Regions from separate parts of the Triticum aestivum genome. Here region 2 is linked to region 1. Evidence: chromatin contacts called from public Hi-C data. All regions are on one chromosome and are shown on one strand. The core of a region is the stretch at or near the end of the contact, and the rest is flanking DNA. Distances in the headings are between cores, read along the strand shown. Region 1 holds the start of LOC123078915 (AP2/ERF and B3 domain-containing protein Os01g0693400). Region 2 holds the start of LOC123078916 (serine/arginine-rich-splicing factor SR34).

Evidence for each region. A called contact is a pair of places that touch in the nucleus more often than the background predicts.
Region 2: a Hi-C map of leaf shows a contact between it and region 1, with 3 times the contacts expected there. The contact joins the promoter of LOC123078916 here to the promoter of LOC123078915 in region 1. A contact is called at or near these places in 3 of 5 Hi-C or Micro-C datasets (all in leaf) and 1 of 1 datasets of contacts at active chromatin or transcription factors (leaf).

Annotation. Positions count from the first base shown.
Region 1 is chr3D:363,396,095-363,398,794 of IWGSC CS RefSeq v2.1, reverse strand. It overlaps LOC123078915 (AP2/ERF and B3 domain-containing protein Os01g0693400), which reads left to right and starts at 1,302. Exons shown (of 1, transcript XM_044501563.1): 1 at 1,302-2,700. The coding sequence starts at 1,402. The coding sequence ends at 2,544.
Region 2 is chr3D:363,526,925-363,529,624 of IWGSC CS RefSeq v2.1, reverse strand. It overlaps LOC123078916 (serine/arginine-rich-splicing factor SR34), which reads left to right and starts at 1,403. Exons shown (of 14, transcript XM_044501566.1): 1 at 1,403-1,544; 2 at 2,407-2,498. The coding sequence starts at 2,412.

The DNA.
Region 1 (2,700 bases), core at 53-2,552:
ATTTCTTCTCGTCTATACACTACTGGTATACGTACTCAACCTCCCCCACACCGCTTAGCTACAGTACATGCCATAGCTGTACAAGCAATGCACGTGGAATTCCCCGAGCCGTGACTGCGAGCGAGCGTCGCCGTTGCAAATTTGCAATTGCTCTACTGTTTCGTAGCCCGCCCACTTGCACGACCGGCTCGGCCATATCGAACAGATCTGACCAGATTTATCGAGCACAGCGCACCCAGGAAAACTCTACAACCCACTTGCCGGCCGGTTAAGCAGCTTTGCGTGCCGTGCGCCGACTTATCACCACCGTTGTAGCACAAAACATTATCTCGGAGACAGCGGCTTAATAACTTGGCTAGTTGTTTCTGTATGATTAAGCCAACAGAGTGTTCCAAATGTGCTATCCACAAGTGCTGGACTTTTCTGTCCGGTCGATCCGGATCATGTCCTTGTCACGTATGGACGGACAATTGCATGAGTAGTTTCTTGTTTGTACCGTTCCCTTCCCGGGCTAAGAATTTTCCTGTGGATGGTGAGGTTGTAGATGACCGGCCGCCCTCCAAAAACTTCCAGAAATAGGGTCCTCTCCTCTCTAGTCCATGTCACACTGCGACAAGCCAGCACACAGCATCCATATCTATCTATCTGAAAACACGCATAACATAAGCCCAATCCACTTTTTTTTTGCGGGTAAAGCCCAATCCACTTGCGTGAGCAACAATAATTCCGCCACAAACCTCATCTGGAAAAAGGGACACTCCAAAGCAAAGCCATGTAGAAAGGAGAAGGTATCAGGCGTGACATGGCAAACAGCTGCGCCCATGGGGCGGCCAGCTAGCCGGCGCACATCATCCGCAACAAGAACCATCTTTTCCGTCCGTAGACCATGCTACGATCTATCTATCCATCTACCTTGATCATCTAGCTATAGATAGCCCTTAACCAACCCACGAGCTTTCTTTTTTTGCGGGGAGCCAACCCACGAGCTGACTGACCCAGCCCATCGGCGAGCCACGCTCTGACCACGTATCTATGTCTCAGCCCACGGGGGTGACGTCAAGGCAAAGTCCAACACAGCAGCAGCAGCATTTTTATATGGTTTGCATTCACCGAAAAGCGAGGGAAAAAATTGAAATTAAAAACAGCAGAACAAAATACAGGTAGCAAACCATGGGAAGAGCCACGCGGAGCATGGTATGGGCATGGCAGTGGCACCGTACGACCCATGCCATACACGACACCCACCCTGCCGCTGGGATCCTTCCTTCCTATATATCCCCCCGCGCGCGCTCCCCTCAGCGTCCTACGATTGATACTACCCATCATAGCATCAGTTACCAACAGAAGAGACAGCCATACTCCACAGCGGAGCAGCGCTACCAGTGTCGCGCCGTTACTGAAATGGACAGCACCAGCTGCCTCGCCGACGACACCAGCAGCGGCGGCGGCGCCTCCACGGACAAGCTCAAGGCGCTGGCCGCCGCGGCGGCTGCGGCCGCGGGGCCGCTCGAGCGCATGGGCAGCGGCGCCAGCGCGGTGCTCGACGCGGCCGAGCCGGGCTCCGAGGCCGACTCTGGCGGCCGTGCGGGTGCCGTCGGCGCGGCGGCGGGGAAGCTGCCGTCGTCCAGGTTCAAGGGCGTGGTGCCGCAGCCCAACGGGCGGTGGGGCGCGCAGATCTACGAGCGGCACCAGCGCGTGTGGCTCGGCACGTTCGCCGGGGAGGCCGACGCCGCGCGCGCCTACGACGTCGCCGCGCAGCGCTTCCGCGGACGCGACGCCGTCACCAACTTCCGCCCGCTCGCGGACGCCGACCCCGACGCCGCCGCCGAGCTCCGCTTCCTCGCCGCGCGCTCCAAGGCCGAGGTCGTCGACATGCTGCGCAAGCACACCTACTTCGACGAGCTCGCCCAGAGCAAGCGCGCCCTCGCCGCCTCGGCCGCGCTCTCCGCGCCCACCACCTCACGCGGCGCCGCCTCGACCCCCTCGCCGGCCGCCGCGCGCGAGCACCTGTTCGACAAGACGGTCACGCCCAGCGACGTGGGCAAGCTGAACCGGCTGGTGATTCCGAAGCAGCACGCCGAGAAGCACTTCCCGCTGCAGCTCCCGGCCGCGGGCGGCGAGAGCAAGGGCCTGCTCCTGAACTTCGAGGACGCCGCCGGCAAGGTGTGGCGGTTCCGCTACTCGTACTGGAACAGCAGCCAGAGCTACGTGCTCACCAAGGGCTGGAGCCGCTTCGTGAAGGAGAAGGGCCTCGGCGCCGGAGACGTCGTCGGGTTCTACCGCGCAGCCGCCGGCGAGGACAGCAAGCTCTTCATAGACTGCAAGCAGCGGCCGAGCACCAACAGCCCTGCCCCCGCAGACCCCGTGGACCAGCCGGCGGTGCCCGTGAAGAAGGCCGTGAGACTCTTCGGCGTCGACCTTCTCACGGCGCCGGCGTCGCCGGAGCAGGGGATGCCGGGGTGCAAGAGGGCCAGAGACTTGGTGAAGTCGCCGCCTCCGACAGCGGCGTTCAAGAAGCAATGCATAGAGCTGGCGCTAGCGTAGAGTTGGAACTATTAGCTCGATCGATCTCTTCTCTCCAGCTAGGCGGCGGTTTTTGCTCGCGTAATTCAGGTGGTAGAGCTTAGCTTAATTAGTCCCTTGTTGGTACTATCATCAACTTTGTTTGTTTATTTGTCATGTTGTTGCATGCCCTGATGT
Region 2 (2,700 bases), core at 154-2,653, 130 kb before region 1:
CAACGATAACATCTCTCAGTATTTAATAACTTGGGTCTATACAAGACCATTGTTTTGGTAACAACGTGTTCTCGTTATTGATAGCATCCTTGATCTAATAATAATGCTCATGATCAGAAAAACAACAATATCATCAATACATGAGCTAGTCTTAGAGGCGTGACTAAGGATCATATTGGTGTTCATGTTTCCTCACATGCATCGGGTTTTCCTCCGAATCTCATATTCAACAACCAATACACAAACATAAACTTAATTATGAACATGGAAATAAATAACATTTTATTATTGTGTCTAGAACATATTTTCAACATGTCATTCGTATAATAAAGATAAAAGATGCAAGCCACGTAGACACCGTCCTGACAAAACTGAGAAGATAGCAGAACGCTAGCCTTTGGACAAAGGAGCACCAACCAAGAAAGAAAATTACAATCAAGACCGAAGAATCCCCTGAGCTTGACTCCAATGCTCGCCGATTGCCTCTGGCACCACAATAGTCACCAAAGAAAAATGTGAAGGGTCACCTCTTCACCCGAGTTTGACGCTGCTCCATTGTTGATACAACTTTTCAGACCTTCAAAGTAGCTTACTAAAGGCGATACCATTGACGTTAAAAGAATCTAGACGGAGAAACACCCTGGACATGCCATTAATCTCCAGATCTGGCACCCCTGCTCAACTGAAGCGTCGGAGGAGGAAACCATACCTGTCAGCCACCAACCACAAAACCCAGCACATGCCGCCGACGCAGACAACTATCTGCATCTGCTTCTGGACTACCTCCCAAACTCTAGCCAGCGCTAGAGCAAACACTATCGCAATGACGGAACCCTAGGACACAAGTCCACCACAAGAATGTCGCCGCCCCCACGTCATCCCCGTTTGAACAAACTAATTCCCAAATCCTTCACCGGCCATAGAGTAAAAAGCCTCATCGGGGACAGTCTGGCGCTTCTTTATTCGACACCATTATCGGCGTTGCCAAAGGCAAAACGTCGAGCAATCCAAAAACTTGAGCTACTAGGGCACTAAAATCAATAGCTGCACGATCCGTGCGCGGGGATCCGACGACCCTCATCATTGACAACAATGAGGTTGTCGACGGAGGGAAACCGCGAAAGGACGGCACCACAAGTCTAACCACTCCTCGCAAGATCGCCTTTTTTTCTCAGGAAGAAAGAAAACGAGCTCGCAAGTAATTCCGAACGAAAGGAGTGGATGACACGCTACCAAACACGAAGCATCACTGATGGCCCCTAATCACTGAGGTGGTAGTGTACCTCGAGTCAGATTGTGCCACGTGGAGAACATGTACACCTAATCTAGCCGTGTTTTTTTACAGGTATCTAGCCGTGTTTACCACTTTCTGAAATCACCAACTAAGTTGCGCGCACCGGACAAGTCACCGTGAACGAATTTTACTCCTTTTTGTTGTTGAGAAAATCAATACGTACCTTTTGGCGTAGTGACATTTCCACGCGGCGTCGCCTGCGGAGTCCTGAAGCTTCTCGACCCGCCGGCCCCACCTCTCTGCCTCGCAGGTACTTCAGCCGAAAACCTCGGAACATTTATCCATCTTGATTGATTTCTTCGATCGCCACCGCCCAGTTGAGTTCTCCGTCAGTTTCTCCCGTCTCCGCCGCGCTTGCCCCCGCCCGAATCTGTCGGCAACTTTTCCCGTCGTTCTACAGGTGGTGGCAAGGTTTCTCGCGACTAGAAATTCGCGGTTCGTCCCCCTTCCACCTCTGATTTGTGCCGCAAGCACGGGATAAATCTACCCCTTTCGTGAATCGCGATGCGGGGCTGATTGTATCCAGTTTGTCTCATCTACGCCATAGAACGTTACAGATACCGTGAAATCTTATTCTCGAGCAGAGAAAACCTTGGTAGTGCGTAGTTGCGTACCAAGATTGGGCAAATTTTCCTCCTACTGGTGACCATTGAGATCGGTTTTGGCCTTTTGGGTATCATGCTCATGTAAGATTTTGTTTATATCGTATATAAGGTGTTCTGTGCAACTGTCCAGAGTCTGCTGAACAATTCTGAAGTTTTTACTAGCACTAATTCCTGTAGTGAGAAGATAGACGACGGAAGCTGAGGTCGCACTCTGATTCTGACAGTTGTATTAGCTATTCTGTAGTTAAATCGGAAAAATCTGGTAGACATATAATATTCTGGAAATACATGAGTATGAAATTTGTCTTCCTGCTTTCTTTCCTGTCAATTACTTAGGCAACTGTCAGAATTTTATTCTATTTCTAACAATTTTATTTTCTTCTATTGCTATACCAGTTTGTGCTTCTATGTTTATCTGCGCCATTCTAGCTAGTAGTATCTTTTGCATAAAAGAACATCTACATATTCATATATAGGCTGTATGACCTTTATTTTCTTTAACCGCAGACACAATGGGCAGGCGCAACAGCTGCACCATTTATGTAGGCAATCTCCCTGGGGACATTCGTGAGAGGGAGGTTGAGGATCTCTTTTACAAGGTAAATATTCAATTTTGTGTAATGATTCTTGCACTAGCTTTTCTTGTGGCTTTGGCAATTATGTAAAGATAATTGGCTATAGCACAAACTGATGAAGTTCTTGACCATTTTTCAGTTTAACTTGTACATAGTAAGGAAACTAGTATGATATAGGTTGCAGCTCATGTACATCGCATTGTAAGGAATTAAAACAGATTTATTC